Regions from separate parts of the Xenopus laevis genome. Here region 2 is linked to region 1. The links are chromatin contacts, called in public Hi-C maps. All regions are on one chromosome and are shown on one strand. The core of a region is the stretch at or near the end of the contact, and the rest is flanking DNA. Distances in the headings are between cores, read along the strand shown. Region 1 has its middle 22 kb from the start of kdm1a.S. Region 2 has its middle 14 kb from the start of luzp1.S.

Region 1 (7,731 bases), core at 1,123-3,622:
TGGCAATCTGTGGGTTCTGGCAAATGCCAGAGGGACTGCTATAAGGTGCCATAGAAAGTCAGTATTTAGTGGGCTGGTGGAGGCTGTTTGGGCCTCTGTGTACCAGGGCCTATTTTCATTCTCAGTCCAGACCTGCCTACATTTACCAAATTTTGCTTCAGAAAGCTTTGCCATACTTTACGCAACTACATCAGACGTTAATTTGCTGCAACTACACGTATTCATCAAAATGCGAAAATTCGAAATTAACTCTGGCATAGCTTTGCTAATGAAAATTCATCAGCATGAAAGTTTCTTAGAGTTCCTTTCTTCCTAGTGAAACTTCATTAAAATACTTACTATTACTTCAATTTAAATATGGCGGTTACATAGAGGTCATATGTATGAATTTATTAGAGATGTTGGTGAAATTGCTGGAAGTGACCACTTATTATTAAAAATGTCCAAGGAAGCAAAATAAACACAAAAGAGATCCTATATTGTCCTAAAAATGAGCCCACCCTAAAACAAATGTGGCATGAGCTTCAAATGGTTAAAAAAAAGTGTAAATACCATATATTTACAACTTTTAAACATCATACCACATTAAAATATTAAAATTCCAGCATTTTTTCTTTTTCGACTTAAACAGGATATGATGTCAACGCCATAGTAATGTTGAGGATGTAGCGCCATCTTATCTGTTAGCCAGGTAGCACCAAACGAAATAGACTTTGGCGAAAAGAGTAACGTATTGGAAAGTGTACACTTTGATAAATTTGCAGATCAATGATCAAACGCTTGAGCGAAAATTCACCTGGTGAAATGCTGCAAAAGTTCTCTAACGCTGAGCTTTTTCACTAGTGAATTGTTTTTTTCTCCTTTTAGTAAATTGGTGAATTCACTGAGAATTGTAATTTCTGAGAATTTTCGCAAAAAAACCCCCCCACAATTAACTCTTTAGTTATTATGCTTTGTTAAATGTATTATCCTTTGAAAACTAGTTCCTTGTTTTCTCTAGAGGGCATCAAAGCACTATGGTTAAATTTAAAACCACCAAGAACCACATGACACTGTAAGAGATGACTGGGAAATATGAAGGTAACGATAACAATTCTATGTTGCAGTTATATCTTTTCCCTTATTCGTGTTTATTTCATTCTGAAACTAGAAAAGTATTGGAACAAATTAACAGCAAAGAACTGAAAATCATTGTAACTTTTGTACTAGCCCAGGTACTATTTAAGTGAATTCTCAGACTCTTGGGGTTTCACACCTCCAAGATCCTTTGCAGCAGGCTGGCTACCTACAACGCAATGTGGCTTTATTTACCTTGTCAACAGAGTCTGGTAGAGCATTTAATAAATAATTTCAATACATATTTGAGAAACAAGTTATGTACCTGAAGTGTGGGGGTTAGAATGATTTTGTTGTGGGGCAAAACAAGTTTTAGTTTAAGGTTGTTCAAACATTAATCAAGATTAGGGCTTTTCATAAGGATATATCCCTGTAATGTTCCCTAGCATGCAAGGATCAATTTTGTTTTGTCCCACAGAAGCTGAGCCATTTGTAATAATGGTTTTATATGGTTCTGTCAAACATACCTACAAACACTTGTGTATTCCACATGTCATAGGCGCCCCTCTGAACAAAAAAGGGAGTATTCCCTGATTTAATCTAAGATCAAGTATCTGCATTAGATCCTATTACTTGTAATATGCATGTGTGTGTACAAGTTTATACAGGAACAAAGCTACCTTCAGCTCTGCCATAAAAGGTATTTTTTAATCAGATTATAGGTAGCACATGATTATAGGGTCCTTTGCCAAAATCAGAATTGGAACAAATACTTAACTGGGTGTGTAAATTATATGTTCATACTATTTATATCTCTGTGTGACTGGTCTCCTCCAGTTTTAGTGGTTAACAGAAGATCAAAAAAAAATATTTATCAGTTTAGCTGTATTTTTTTTATTTCGATCAAAAATAGGTACTCCCTCCATATCTTATATAAGCCTTTGGTAAAGTAGTGCCATCGGCAACAAAACAATACTAATTATGTATTTATTTATTTTGACAAAATAATAAGTCTGTCCTATTAGAGTTTATAGGGCTCATTTATTAATGTAGCATGTGTAGTAAACGTATAAAGTGTTCACTGCATTCACTGCAATTTGCATTCAGTGTCCCACTATGATAAACCACATGCTAGTTGCATCACATGCTTTTTTTCACTGCTTTTGTGTTGCATTGGTTTCACTTCTGGTGCACATTATTATTAGCAGCAATTGTGTCCGATCACTTTCAGCTAGTCACATGTGGCTACTGAGGCACCCCCCTAGGGAAACCAGAAATTCCCAGCAGGTCTAATCTGACTACATTTCCAAGGTTCCATTGTGCTGGCGTGCACTTGCACTTAATCAAAGCAGGTTGAGGGAACACATTTGCACTTGCAACAAATTGTAAAGAACCATGTGCATTGCTGAATAGTGTCAATGTGGTCTCAATTTTACATCTAAACTAGTGCTTTGCATTTGTAAATGAGACTGATATGGGCCATTATTCCCTGACTTGGCTTATAAACCTCAGGTAATGAAATTTGCAAAGTTTTGCATCAGGTTTAATAACCTGTAGCAACCAATCACCAAGTAACATTTAGTGAAGATTCGCATTTATCCAGGTCATGATAAACAGTATCTAGTAGAATTAAGTCAAAGGCAACTGGACATTTAGAGTTTCTCTTGAACAAGTTTCACCACTCATCCGAGTGGCTTCTTCAGTTCAACTGAAGTGGTAGGGAATTCCCCGGCATTTAAACTCTTGAGGGTAGTAAAGTCACAGACATCCAATCACAATGGTTCCATTGAACTTCAGTAAGGTGTTGGCTGAAACTCGCAGATATGTGAAAGTCCATAAATGTCCAGTTGTCTTTGACTTAATTCTACAAGATACTGTTTACTGGCCATATATTTTTGTTTTGCCTGGTATAGGATAGCCAACCTGAGTGCAAGCTCTGTGTCTTTTATGATATTACCCCCCTTTATAGTGTTATCAAATCTGAGCCAAGAACTACATGATAACTTTTATACAGAAATGGTTGACAGTAACAATATATATAAGCATAGCAAAATGCAGTAATTTTAGTTTGGCACCAATGGCAGATATAGATTAACTCATCAGTTACAGGACTAAGCCAATGGTTACTGTAACCCCAAGCTGACTTGTACTTTACTCCTCCGTCATGTGTGGTCAGCTACTCATACAGCATAGGGACATCACCAACTCCCCAAATTATGCAACAAGGAAAGAGATCCACTGGAGTGCCTTCAATTAATGCTGTCATTTATTTGTTATACATATAACAGCACAACATGTTCCGGACCTAACTGGGCCTTCCTCAGGTAAATTACAAACTCACAAAGTTAGATGGCTTTTATAAACCCATACGGTTCACCAAATCACTTGCAGTGTCGGACTGGGATGTTAGGGGCCCACCAGAAAACCTTAGACCATGTGCCCACTTTCCAAACTATTATTTCTCCTCTCATCACTTAACCTCTTTATTCTCATAGTTTTTATATCTACTTACTATACTCTATTCTTCCATTATGAGAAATAGGGAATGACCATGAAATCGGCCAAATGGTTAGAAGCAAGATGCCCCCTGACACCTGGGCCCACCAGGAGTTTTCCTGGTATCCTGGTGGGCCAGTCCGATACTGATCACTTGATTGTGATACCAGCTACAACTAGTGCCCAGGTACAAAATTCATGCAACCACCAATTCAGAAAAATGCATCTTCAGATCGATTCACCGAAATACTCCATCAAACTAACGTAGAGGTAGACAAAGTTTCATTAATCCGCTTTAAAAAAAATAAAATTTATTGAAGTGGGCAGGGGAGAGCAAGGCTTAATGTGTTTCATGACTGCTAGTCACTTCATCAAAAGACAATCTCAATTATCTCAATTGGGTATGGGCAGAGAGGGTCCTATTATTTGTCCGTTTGTTTAACTATGATTTCATTGATCAATTTTATACTTGTAAATATATGAATTGATATATTTAACCAATATTTAACCAGTATTGATTGTTAATGCATGAATTTGATTATTATACTGCTTTGTCTATAGGATCATTCATTTAATGTGGTTGAATGATTGATAACAAAGGCCACCAACAATTCTCCAACATTAGAGGAAAGCCATCCCAGAATAGTATAAGCTGCTATAGCACAAAATGGATGACCAACCCTATAAAGGCTCTTCGTTCAGAATGAAATGTTGGATAGGCAGGTGACTGGTGTAAATTAAATGCATTTCAGCCCAGAAACCCTGGGATGTGCCTCTTAACCTTTTTTGGGGGGGGGTTGCCTTGGGTTTTTGTCAGCATATGTGTTATGTCAAGTGCTGACATTTTTCATCACTTGTTTAGTGCATGCATTTTGGTACAAACATTATCTTTATCTTAACAGTCACAGGATCTTCCAGTCTTTGCAGTATGAGCAGTGTTAAAGAGCCCAAATTCTTCAATTGTGCAGTCTGCACTAGTGACGTGGCACACCTATCACAACTTGAAGGCTGCCTAAGCTATCAAGCTGAAATAATAAACAAATCAGTGATAGCATTTATATTTTATAGGTATTTAGTTTTGAAAGGCTGATTTCATACCTGCTCCCTATTAGCAGATTCTTTAGCTGTGATTAGAAATGAGATATGTAGTGCATAGTTACACATAAAGAATGTCTGCAACAAGTACCTGAGCTGATTAATAAGCAAACCTGCAGCATGTTGATTTAATTTGTATTCTTTACCAACCAACTTCAAAAAATTGGATCATTTAAGGCAGTGATCCCCAGCCAGTAGCTTTTGAGCAACATGTTGCTCTCCAACCCTTGGATGTTGCTCCCAGTGGCCTCAAAGGAGGAGTTTATTTTTGAATTCCAGGCTTGGAGGTAAGTTTTGGATGTATAAAAACCAGAGTCTCAATGTAGGCTGACAATCCACATAGGGGCTACCAATCACATGCCAATCACAGCACATATTTGGCACCCTAAGAACATTTTTCATGCTAGTGTTGCTCCCCAACTTCTTTTACTTCTGAATGTTGCTATTGGGTTCAAAAGGTTGGGGATCCCTGATTTAAGGTAATGCGTGGAGCTGTCCCAGATAGACTTGCCCCTATCTGATCATAACCCCAAGCCACTTCTGTTAAGCACAATTTCTTTTTGGGGATCTGAGATTTGGGACTGTCCAAACTAAATAAGATCCACCTAGGCGATAACATTCACTTCACTTTTAAACATAAAAGAACCCTACATTGCAGATACAGATTTTTTGTTCTAATTTAATCTTACAGACTAACAAAATTAGCATAAAATTATCTAATATAACATCTACCATGTTAATATTAAAGTACCCCCAAACCATCACCATAGACTGGAGTTCTTCATTTTTTTTTTTTTAGTTTTTTATATATTTGTTTGAACTTTAACAAGCAAAGGATAGTCTGGTCAGGAATGCATTGGTTTCTGGTAATAAACAAATTCCGTATTTTGCAGGTTCTGGTTCCTTTGGCATGTGCATAGGCTGCAGATTGCGTGCAATGCACTGGACACTACGTTTATAGTAGCCTCAACCTGTCATTTCTTTGATAGACAAAGGTCTGCCAAGGACCCAAATTGTGAATGAGCCAAACAGTCACTGAGTCTTAATAGAACATGAGGTGATATATCATGTTGTGCAGGCGTGAGTGGTGTATCCAAGACATGGAGCTAGATAGACCAATAGTTTTGGGCAGGCCCGGACTGGCAATCTGTGGGTTCTGGCAAATGCCAGAGCGGCTGCTGTAAGATGTCATAGACACTCACTATTTAGTGGGCTGGTTGGGGGCTGTTTGGGCCTCTGTGTGGCCTGTTGGGGCCTCTCTGGATATTTGAAATGACAGGGCCTATTTTGATTCTCAGTCCAGACCTGGTTTTGGGTGGTGTAGTCATCACAGATGGAGTCAGTGGCTAATGGAAGAAGTAGGCTATCCATGCCCCTTATATCAGGACCCAGACACAGTAGTAGCGCTGATACAGGTATGAACAGAGCATATGTTATGTTTATAAAGTCTCTCTCAGTGGGGGTCAAAAGAAGGAGCTCAGGTATTGAGAACTCTCCAGCCCCTCATAGCATGTACTAATGGGGCCGAGAGTGCTGGAGATTTGCAGCAGACCTGTCTGTGGGGGCTTGTACTAAAAGGCTGGTAGTCCCTTTTTCAGGTAAGGACTTGTAGTGTAATAGGAGGGGGTGCCCCTGGGGTCCAGTGTGTGGCCACAGCAGCACAGGAGTGTTGGGGCCCTCCCATCACCAACCTTTTAAGTGGAGACTAGTGTTCCCAGCGTTATTTCACTTTCTGGTGCGGCCGGCCGTCTGGTTGGCGGCTACATGATGAGGCCCAGACTTTCTGTGCTGCAGTAGGCTGCAATCTTATCTTAGCTGTCCTGGGCCCTAGCGAGTTAATTTTTGTGGGTCTGGGGTGTGGATGCCTGTCGTAGTTCCCTGAATGTTAATGGAGGGGCTTGGGTGGATGGCCAATGATTTATGACGCTGCCCCTGGAGCACCCGCGTCCTGCAGCTTGTGAGGCCAGCCACGCCCCCTTGAGTTCTTTATGTATTTGATATTTTTTAGGAACAATATTTGTTTCATTGTTGATTGGATTGCGCATGTAGTTGGTTAACCCAATTATTGAGGCTTAACACAGCAGTGTAGCTTTTCTGTCTGTTATGTGAACTAGATCCCTTCCACCCCTTTTATATACTTTGTATTATTACACATTCATTTACCTTTGCTAAGGCTACTGAATTACACTTATTATCCCTGTCTGTTATCTATACAATCACCCCCACTACATAACTCGTTTGAAACTCAGATGATTGGAAATCACGAGAGCACAAACTGCACAAAGCACAGTATACAGTTAATAAGAAAAAACACAATATGATCAGGGAAATATGGATTTCAATTCTGGATCTGTAATAATAGTAACTTTATACTCTAGTAAAATCATCTCTGAAAAAAATATAGTGAATAAAGCACCCACTATTGTAAAATATAAGAATATTTTAAAGCAGGGCTGTCCAACTGGCCCTCCACCTACCTGTTTGCTTGCCATGTGTAAAATTTAAATGGTATCACTACAGAGATTACAGTAACTGGCCCCTGCATTGTCTAAACCTCAAATTCAGACTAATCCCCTGCATTGTTCACACCTGTGATCCCCCTGTATTGTTCACACTTGTGACACCTCTATTATTCACACCCCTAAAGCCTGTACTGTTCACACCTGAGACTCAGACTGAAACTGCCCACATTGTTCATCTGTTCACACTTTAAAATAATGCTAATGGGGCACCAGCACTGTGTTACTGTATGTAGTACATATTAGACTGGTCCTGCTGGGTTTCCCTATCTTCTGCTCTGTTCTGCCGTCCCTATGCTCCCTGTGTGTGCCATGCTCTCCCTGTGTGTGACATACTCTGCTTGTGTGTGCCATGATCTGCCTGTGTGTGACATACTCTGCCTGTATGTGCCCTACTCTGCCTTCATGTGCCGTGTGCCCTACTTTGCCTGCGTGTGCCATACTCTGCAAATCTTGCTAGTGGCACAAAAAAAGTTTAAATCACTGATCGGAGTGCTGCTGGAATCATTATTTTCATTCTCTGCTTGTCTTTGCACTGTTCTGTCTGTGGAACATAAGCCTGGTA
Region 2 (7,816 bases), core at 4,123-6,622, 93 kb after region 1:
AAGTAGTGGAAAATAGTCAGGGTACCAACAATGGACAAGGGAGATGGTGCAAGGGGACAATGGGGTCAGTTGCTGGAAGGGAAGACATTGACTACAGGTACTTTGATGTTTTTCTTTGGGATGGAGGTCAAAGATCTAAGGGTATCACCTTTGCACCTTGCTCCCAAAAAAAGACTTCGAGCTCCTTTAGGTCGATCCATTGTCTTTCACTTTGTAGGGAGCTGTGGTGTACAAGCAGTCTGAATCTCATTCAAAGTGGTCAGGCAGGCATTGCGTGTGCATGTAGGTTGCTGGCCAGGCATATGTCCAGTTTGAGTTCAGGCTCCAGAACATCTACAGCTGCTTTTATTTGTATTTACAATTCATAAGCAAGTTCTATGTGGAGTTGTGCCTGCCAATGGGTTACTCCAGCTCCTTCCTGGAATGGGCTGTCAGACAAAAGATGGGTCTATTATCTAAATGACTATCTCAATGGCTACTGATTTTGAGTAGAAAGACTTGAAGTAGACTAAACAATGGGACCATCACCGGTGTTTACATTCATGGAGAGTAATAAGGTCCAGAGGTGTTCTATAACAGGACCTAATCTGTGTGAACCCTAAAGAGAAATGAGCAGGTTAAACAAGGTCACTTAAAACAATTACAGGTTTTACTAGTGCATTTATCTTTTGAAGCATGTGTTCTTCAAGTGTGGAAGCTGTTTTACATGAGGTTGGTTGAAGCAACCCCTTGCCTCCTTCCAAATTGTTATATAGAAGACCCATTATATTACAGTATAAAAGTGTGATATTTGACAATGGTGCAAAAATTCAGAAGGTGGAATCTGATTTTTCTTGTAGATGTGCATACAACATTATACCTCTTGGGGTCAATAAATCTCTTAGTCTATGAAAGTTATGCTCTGACCACCAGGTTAAGGCCTGGGGAGATGATACAGGGAGGAAGTCTGGGTTGCCGACTATGGGTTGTAAAAAAAATCTCTGTATTTTGTGGCTCAATAAGTTATTTTTTAATGTATGCTAATGTTTACGATTTATCTGATATGATTTCAAATCCCACTTGTGAGCCAAAGCAAGGAGGTGGTTCTATTCAGGGCTATTGTAGCATTTTCAAAATCAACCCAAAATACTTTCCCAGGTAGAGAATACCATTGTGTCAATTGGCAAATTATAGGTGCTTTGTAATGAAGTGCAAAGTTAGGGACATAAGGATTGCCTTGGTTGTATGACTGATATAGAATGGATTTGTTGGAACTTTTATTAAATTGCCCCAAAGTGTTAACTTTGGTTTACTTGATACATGTTTAGGTTTTTCTTTGTCAGTGTATTTTATTCCTGAAGAAGCCATATCTAGACGTACACTTACAGGAGGAAGTTAAAAGGTAAATCACATGCGGTAATATAATATATGATAGGGTGACGCAAACAATCTTATCTTTTCAGAGTTAATCCTCAAACATTCCTACAAATACTTCCTAACAAGGAAAGACACTAGCACAAAATAAGTTCCCCACCCATAACTAGACAAAACATGCTCTGAATGTTGGTGAGGTGTTGATGCCATTAAAAGGGAAACTAACACAAAATATGAAGAAGTAGGTTTACTAAACCTAGAATAATTTGGAAGTGACAAGGTATATACAGTATATCTGTATGTCGTGGAGGGGGTTTTCTCATACTGAGCTTGTTAAAGTATAGAGATTTCAGCATCTATATTAGTATAATATAAAAAAGGATTTCATATTCTATAGTTGTATGGATGTGTAAAGCAGTGGGCAGCCAGTGTGGCATAAAGGAGTGGAGCAGAATCATCCGCTTCATCCTTTTTCTATCTCAAGAAAACAGTGTATTATAAACATACAGCCTACATTTCCATATTTAATTAAAATGAATGGAAAAACATGGCAGTCCTACATTCTAAACCCTAGAAAGACTCTTATGAATGGATCAAACACACACATTCTATTTTAATTTAATTGTATTTTTTTTATCCCAGAATGGCTTGTAAGGGAACATCCATACCTTAGCTGTGTGGGCAAAATCAATGCTGCAGGAGATAGACCAATTGCAAAAGATCATAACTAGTGATGGGTGAATTTGTGCTGAAACAGCAAAAAATTAGCGAAACAAATTGAAGTCAATGGGCGTCAAAATTATTTTGTTGCGCATCAATTTTGACTTGAGCGACATTTTTTATATGCGTGACTATTTGGTCCAAATTAGGGATGCACCGAATCCACTATTTTGGATTCAGCCGAAACCCCAAATTCTTCCTGAAAGATTTGGCTGAATACTGAACCGAATCCTAATTTGCATATGCAAAAAAAAAATGTTTATGCCTTCCTTGTTTTGTGTCAAAAAGTCACGCGATTTTCCTCCCCGTCCATAATTTTCATATGCAAATTAGGATTCAGTTCAGTCAGGCAGAAGGATTCGGCCGAATTCAAATCCTGCTGAAAATAGCCGAAACCTGGATTCGGTGCATCCCTAGTCCAAATGCATTAAAGTCAATGGGCGTACAAATAATTTTGACGTTACTTCAGATTGGCACAATGATCACTATGGGGAGCAGGTCCAGTGGAAATCAATGGGGCTGCGAAGGCGAGGGTTTGAAAAACAGACCCTTGTATCTTTGGGTAATCTTAAAGGGTTTGAGGCAGAAAAGCTTTTGCTGTAGTAACCCAGGAAGTTTTTCTGATAATGTTTTGCTTGGTCTTTTCCATAAGAGTCTGCTTTCATCTGTTTAATATACTGTATAGATCATTGACCAAGAAAAGTATTTAAAAGGAGGCGCATATATGGTTCCAAACCAATGCCAAAATAATCGGGCCCAGAAACATAGGTTAAGATACATTGGGCCAGGTTTAATTAAAAGAGAAAATGTTATCTCAAAAGTACGTGAGGACATTTGGAAATTTATTCAGAGATAAGTTTTTCTAATGGAAATAAATATGGCCCACTCACTGAAATCCATCCTCCCCCCCACCCATTTATATTTTTTGTAAATGTATTTTAGATTGTCAGTGTTTCTTTGAGAGTAGTATGTGAAAATAGAGAAACTAGAGAAACTATGGTGAGTTCAAGGCAAAGCAAATCCGTACAGTAACCTACACCTTCCAAAAAAAAGTAATAGGAAGATATCATTAAGTATCAGTAATTTTCACATTTTCTGGTTCTAATCACACATTTTTGTTTCAGCATTTGGTCAGTGCCCTGTTAACAGCATAATAAATATTTGATTGCTCCAACTCTAAGCTTAACTGACAACTATGTTGAATTTCCAGGAATACATTCTATAAATAAGTGTTTAAGGCCAAATCCTAATCTATTGGCATGAGAAAGAAAACTGAAGTGAAAAATTGTGCTATTAAGTATTTCACTTGTTTCCTTTTCTTTTTATTATTCTCTTAGCTGCAAAACAAACTGCTAAATCAGAAATTAAAATAGCAATCTCTTGACTTTTTTCCAGAATGTAAGTACAGTGCCAAACTGTAAAGCAGTCAGAGCAAAGTATGGTATGCATTGCAGAGAAGAGCATGGAAAGCCTGGCCAATGGGAAAAAAGATCTAATCATTTTATTTTATCATAATCTGAAAGAGCAAGCTTTGAAGGACACTCTTCTTAGCAGTAGCTGATATCACAAGTACCTAAGTGACTTTCCAGTGGCAATTACTTTTAGAGTCAGGCCACACAGGGCGTTTTGGGGAGATTTGGTCGCCTGGCGACTAATCGCCTAGTTTTTGCAGCAACCAATCTCCCCAAACACCTTCCCTGAATATGCGCCAGCTAAAACGAAAAAACACCGGCGCTAATCACACGTGGCGATTCGTTTCCTCGCGAGGCAACTTCGGAAAACGAACTGGCGCGTGTGATTAGCGCCGGCATTTTAGCCGGCGCAGGAACAGGGAAGGCGTTTGGGGAGATTGGCCGCAAAAACGAGGCGATTAGTTGCCAGGCGACCAAATCTCCCCAAAACGCCCTGTGTGGACTTACCCTAAAGTGGTTATGCACACAGAAACTGATGTTAATTCTAAGCAACTTTCCAATACACATTTATTACACTTTTTTTTTTAAATTTATGTCTGCCCCTCTGGTTCTGACTCTTAAAACAAGGACCCTAATGCCCCTCTGTTTCTTTCAATTAATTCCGTACAAGAATATAATGTGTCACATGATACCTACCATGTTGTAGGACATGCTTACAGTGCCATTCTATTTTAATAAAACAAGTTACAAGACAATACAATAATTGATTTATAGCTCCCCCTGGTGGTGCAAAAGCAAATTTATGGATATGTATGACAATGATAATAATATTTCAACAGCATCATGGTCTCCTGCAACACTGCAGTAAAGGAAACAAATAGAAGACAAAACAGTTTGCATTAACAGACAAAATTTCACCAGAACAGATGAACAGGTACAAATACCTATTGTTAGGGGACAGCAGGGCCCTACTCACAAGAGCTTACAAGAGGGAGGGGAAGTGAGGCATACTGTGGGGTTAATCAGTGTTATTGTAAGGTTCTTTGTGGTTAGGATAGTAATGGTAAGTGCATAGTGAAAAATAGAAAACTAGTAGTATGTGTGTTTACGTAAGTGAAGAGTAAGGGGATTATGTGGGTAGTCAAGTTGCTGAGGGCTTAGGTTTTAGGCTTGAATAAAAAAATTACCAAAGGTTACATCTGGAGTGGTATTCTTGGTAAACAGAAAGGTGATGTATTCATAGGGGACCATAGGGCTAAATTCCCTATGATCTGAAAATACAAAACAGCAGTTTTACCAGTGCAGGGCAACACTGCATTATATTTTCATTACTTTAAAACACTTATTTTTTGACGTTACTGTTCCTTTAAATTAGATAAAGGAGGGGGAGTGAGTCCTTTTTCCCAGTGCAGTATGACCTGGTAGAATTGGCCAAAAAGTGTTGTGCAAGAAGTATATATAGCTGAGCTTCCATGTGCTCAGACTCTTTTTCTTTCTCTATTGACTCGAGGATGGAGTGATTTTTTTCTGCTTGGGCTCTTGCAGCCATAGGCCCCAGGCAAATGGAGAAAAGCCACATGAGTGGGGATGCCCGGGGGCTTGGGTATACCAGTACCCCGATAATCATGTATAAGCTCAGCTGGAAGTTGATGTTTGGAGCTCAAAGGTAACAGAGAAAGTAAGGGAGCTGTCTGGTGATGGATTCCTGTGAAAGAGACTTTGGCGTGCTCACACCTGGCAGCCTGGTATCTGGAAGGGCTGTCTGGGTGAAACATTCCTGTTCGGATTTCCAAATGAGGAAATCCGGACAGAACAGTAAAGTTAATAACATAGCGATCAACCAATCGCTGATCGACACATAATCAGTCCCACCCCAATGTCACAAGCCCATCCCTGACATCATCGTCACCTCCCCCAACGTTACCAGCTCAGCCCCCGACGTCACTAACCCACTAAATTCAGAATAAGGAGGCAAAACTTGTGTATTGCAGCTCATGCACACTCGTTTACTGTGGTGCATACTTTGAAAAGGGGGCCCGTCACATCGTAGGCCTGCTGGGCCACTGCTGCCCCAGTCCCAAATCAGCAACTGAGGTGATTGTTGCTGGGAAACAGTGTTTAGATCTCCTTTTTAGTGATATGTAAAGAATTTAAATGAAGACGTACAAAAATTGTGTCTGCTGTTTCCATTTCCCTTCATAATTGACTTTCTCTATGAAGTTTTTCCTGTGGACAAAAATGTAAAACTTATTTCACCTTGTGAAAAAATAATAATTTCTAAAAGATAACCATTATAAAAAAAAATTCTCCTACAGGAATAGTATGTTCAGCTACTTGGAACTGAAATTTTAATATTAAAGGGATGCACATTATTAAATGATGCTCCCCTCAAAGGTAAACATGTACATGCAATACATTTGTGTTGTATACAGACAATTTAGTAAAAACACATTATTTAGCACAAATAGCCTTTGAAAAGGGCACACACTGCCACATTGAAATTACAGGGAATTTTGGATGCACTAATCTGAAAACCCACAGGTGTCCGGGTGAAAACCGCACGCTAATCTGTGTATAATCAATGGCTACTCCACCTCCATCAGTTAGTAACCGTTTATGGCAAAGAATGATGAACAAGTAATGTGATTATTTATAAAGGGTAAACTGTCAGTAAAAATAAGGCACTGTATAACCCTCATCCTTGGTGGTATTATATTAAATTCACATTAATTGTGTTTTCCTGCAAGGACCTTGACTTGCTGCATGATTTGTATACCAGCCTCTTAACTCATGCAGGTTGTAAATGTATCCTTTGTTCAATCTAAAGGACACAGAAAGCTACTGGAGATAAAAAGGTGTAGTTAAAGATTTGTATCACAGGTATAAAATTCAGTAACCTTCCTGCAGTGCTTCTATTAAAAAAACAGACAAAACATTTTACAAGCTGTTTATTGCAAACTATGTTATGTATCTGAATAGCAGGTTGTTGTAACATTAGCATGAATCCAGCTTTTCTTTTTACATGCTTTAGGTTAGTTGCAGTTATGGACATTTTTTTAAAATGATTGTAGGATGTCAATCATAGTATAACATTTGTAAAGTAAAATATTTATCAATAAAGAATAATATATAATACAAAAGCCCTTTGAGGTCAAAGACACAAAGTTTGCACCAGGTATATTAATTCATAGCAAGTACTGGCCACCTGTATGAAAGCAGGTATTTTATTGGTTGCTACACTTCATTAGAATTGGTTCAAATATTGTGATTGATTTTTTTTTTAACCCCATTTGTGTTCCCCTTTAAACCAGAAGGCAGCTTACCATCACAAGAGGAGAGGATTGCAAATGAAAAAACAAGGACAATGAAATGCAAATTGCTGTACTGGTAGAAACTGTAGGTAGCAATGGCCAAATAGTGCCCTCTGGTGGTCTCCGGTAGACTCACACTGTTCACATCAGATGTAAATGAAAAATATGATAAAACAGTTATGTAAACCAACCATAGTTCACCTGTTTGGGTAGGGTACCATTAACATATGATCTCATTTATTAATTCCCACTATACTTTATAGTAACTTTAGAGATTTTGGTGATGCTAAACATTCAAACAAACAGTGTAGGGGATTAAACCTTCTTTTGTTAAATTACTGCTAGTTATGCAAAACACTGTGGAACATAGCATGGCACCATATGGATAAATAATGATAATGATGATGGATACTTTCTAAATTAGTGCAGTCCTCCTCTTAAAAGAATAAGAATAAAAATGGGATAAATACAGCCTGTTTAGACATTCCTGTCCTAAATGATATTTATTTGATTGTGTATGCTGGTGGTAATGGGGGGGGGGGGGATGAAGATAATATCATATGAAAGATCTTTCATACTATAATCGTTGCTTATGGTGGAAAGCCATGGATATTGGTCGTCTAGTCAATCAAGCAGGACTGAAAGTTTTGAACGGACACCTTTGAAAGTTCCAGAACATCATACCGTTAATGCCGAATCATGACATTAAGCTAAAGAATTATTTTTGCTTTTACCTGCTTAGCGGACGATGCAGCTCTTAACGTTAGTAAAGTGGATGAAAGATCTTTTGTACGACCAATGGTCTTTGGAAAGATCATAATAGTAATATGTAAGGCCACCTTTAGCCCATGCAATTTGGCCAGATTTCCAATAAGTGGTCTGGTTTGGCTGGTTCCCTTTGTAAAAACATGATGTATCAATTTCAGCTATACTACTGTAACTAAAACAACAAATAACATAAGATAAGCCTTACACAAGAGAATGAATTTGCTAGACATAACTATAGGTTCTTTGGCCATA

The links. Hi-C and Micro-C count contacts between places; a contact is called where the count stands out from the background.
Region 2: a contact with region 1 is called in a Hi-C map of the XL177 cell line, with 6 times the contacts expected there. The contact joins two enhancer-like sites. A contact is called at or near these places in 3 of 4 Hi-C or Micro-C datasets (the XL177 cell line, the XTC cell line and animal cap).

Annotation. Positions count from the first base shown.
Region 1 is chr2S:80,774,584-80,782,314 of Xenopus_laevis_v10.1, forward strand. No RefSeq gene overlaps it. Among protein-coding and RNA genes, the nearest start is that of kdm1a.S, 22 kb to the left of the region's middle. Within about 2 kb of position 2,373, at least 1 of the 7 cell types and tissues checked has an H3K27ac peak or open chromatin away from gene starts, as enhancers often do.
Region 2 is chr2S:80,864,274-80,872,089 of Xenopus_laevis_v10.1, forward strand. No RefSeq gene overlaps it. Among protein-coding and RNA genes, the nearest start is that of luzp1.S, 14 kb to the left of the region's middle. Within about 2 kb of position 5,373, at least 1 of the 7 cell types and tissues checked has an H3K27ac peak or open chromatin away from gene starts, as enhancers often do.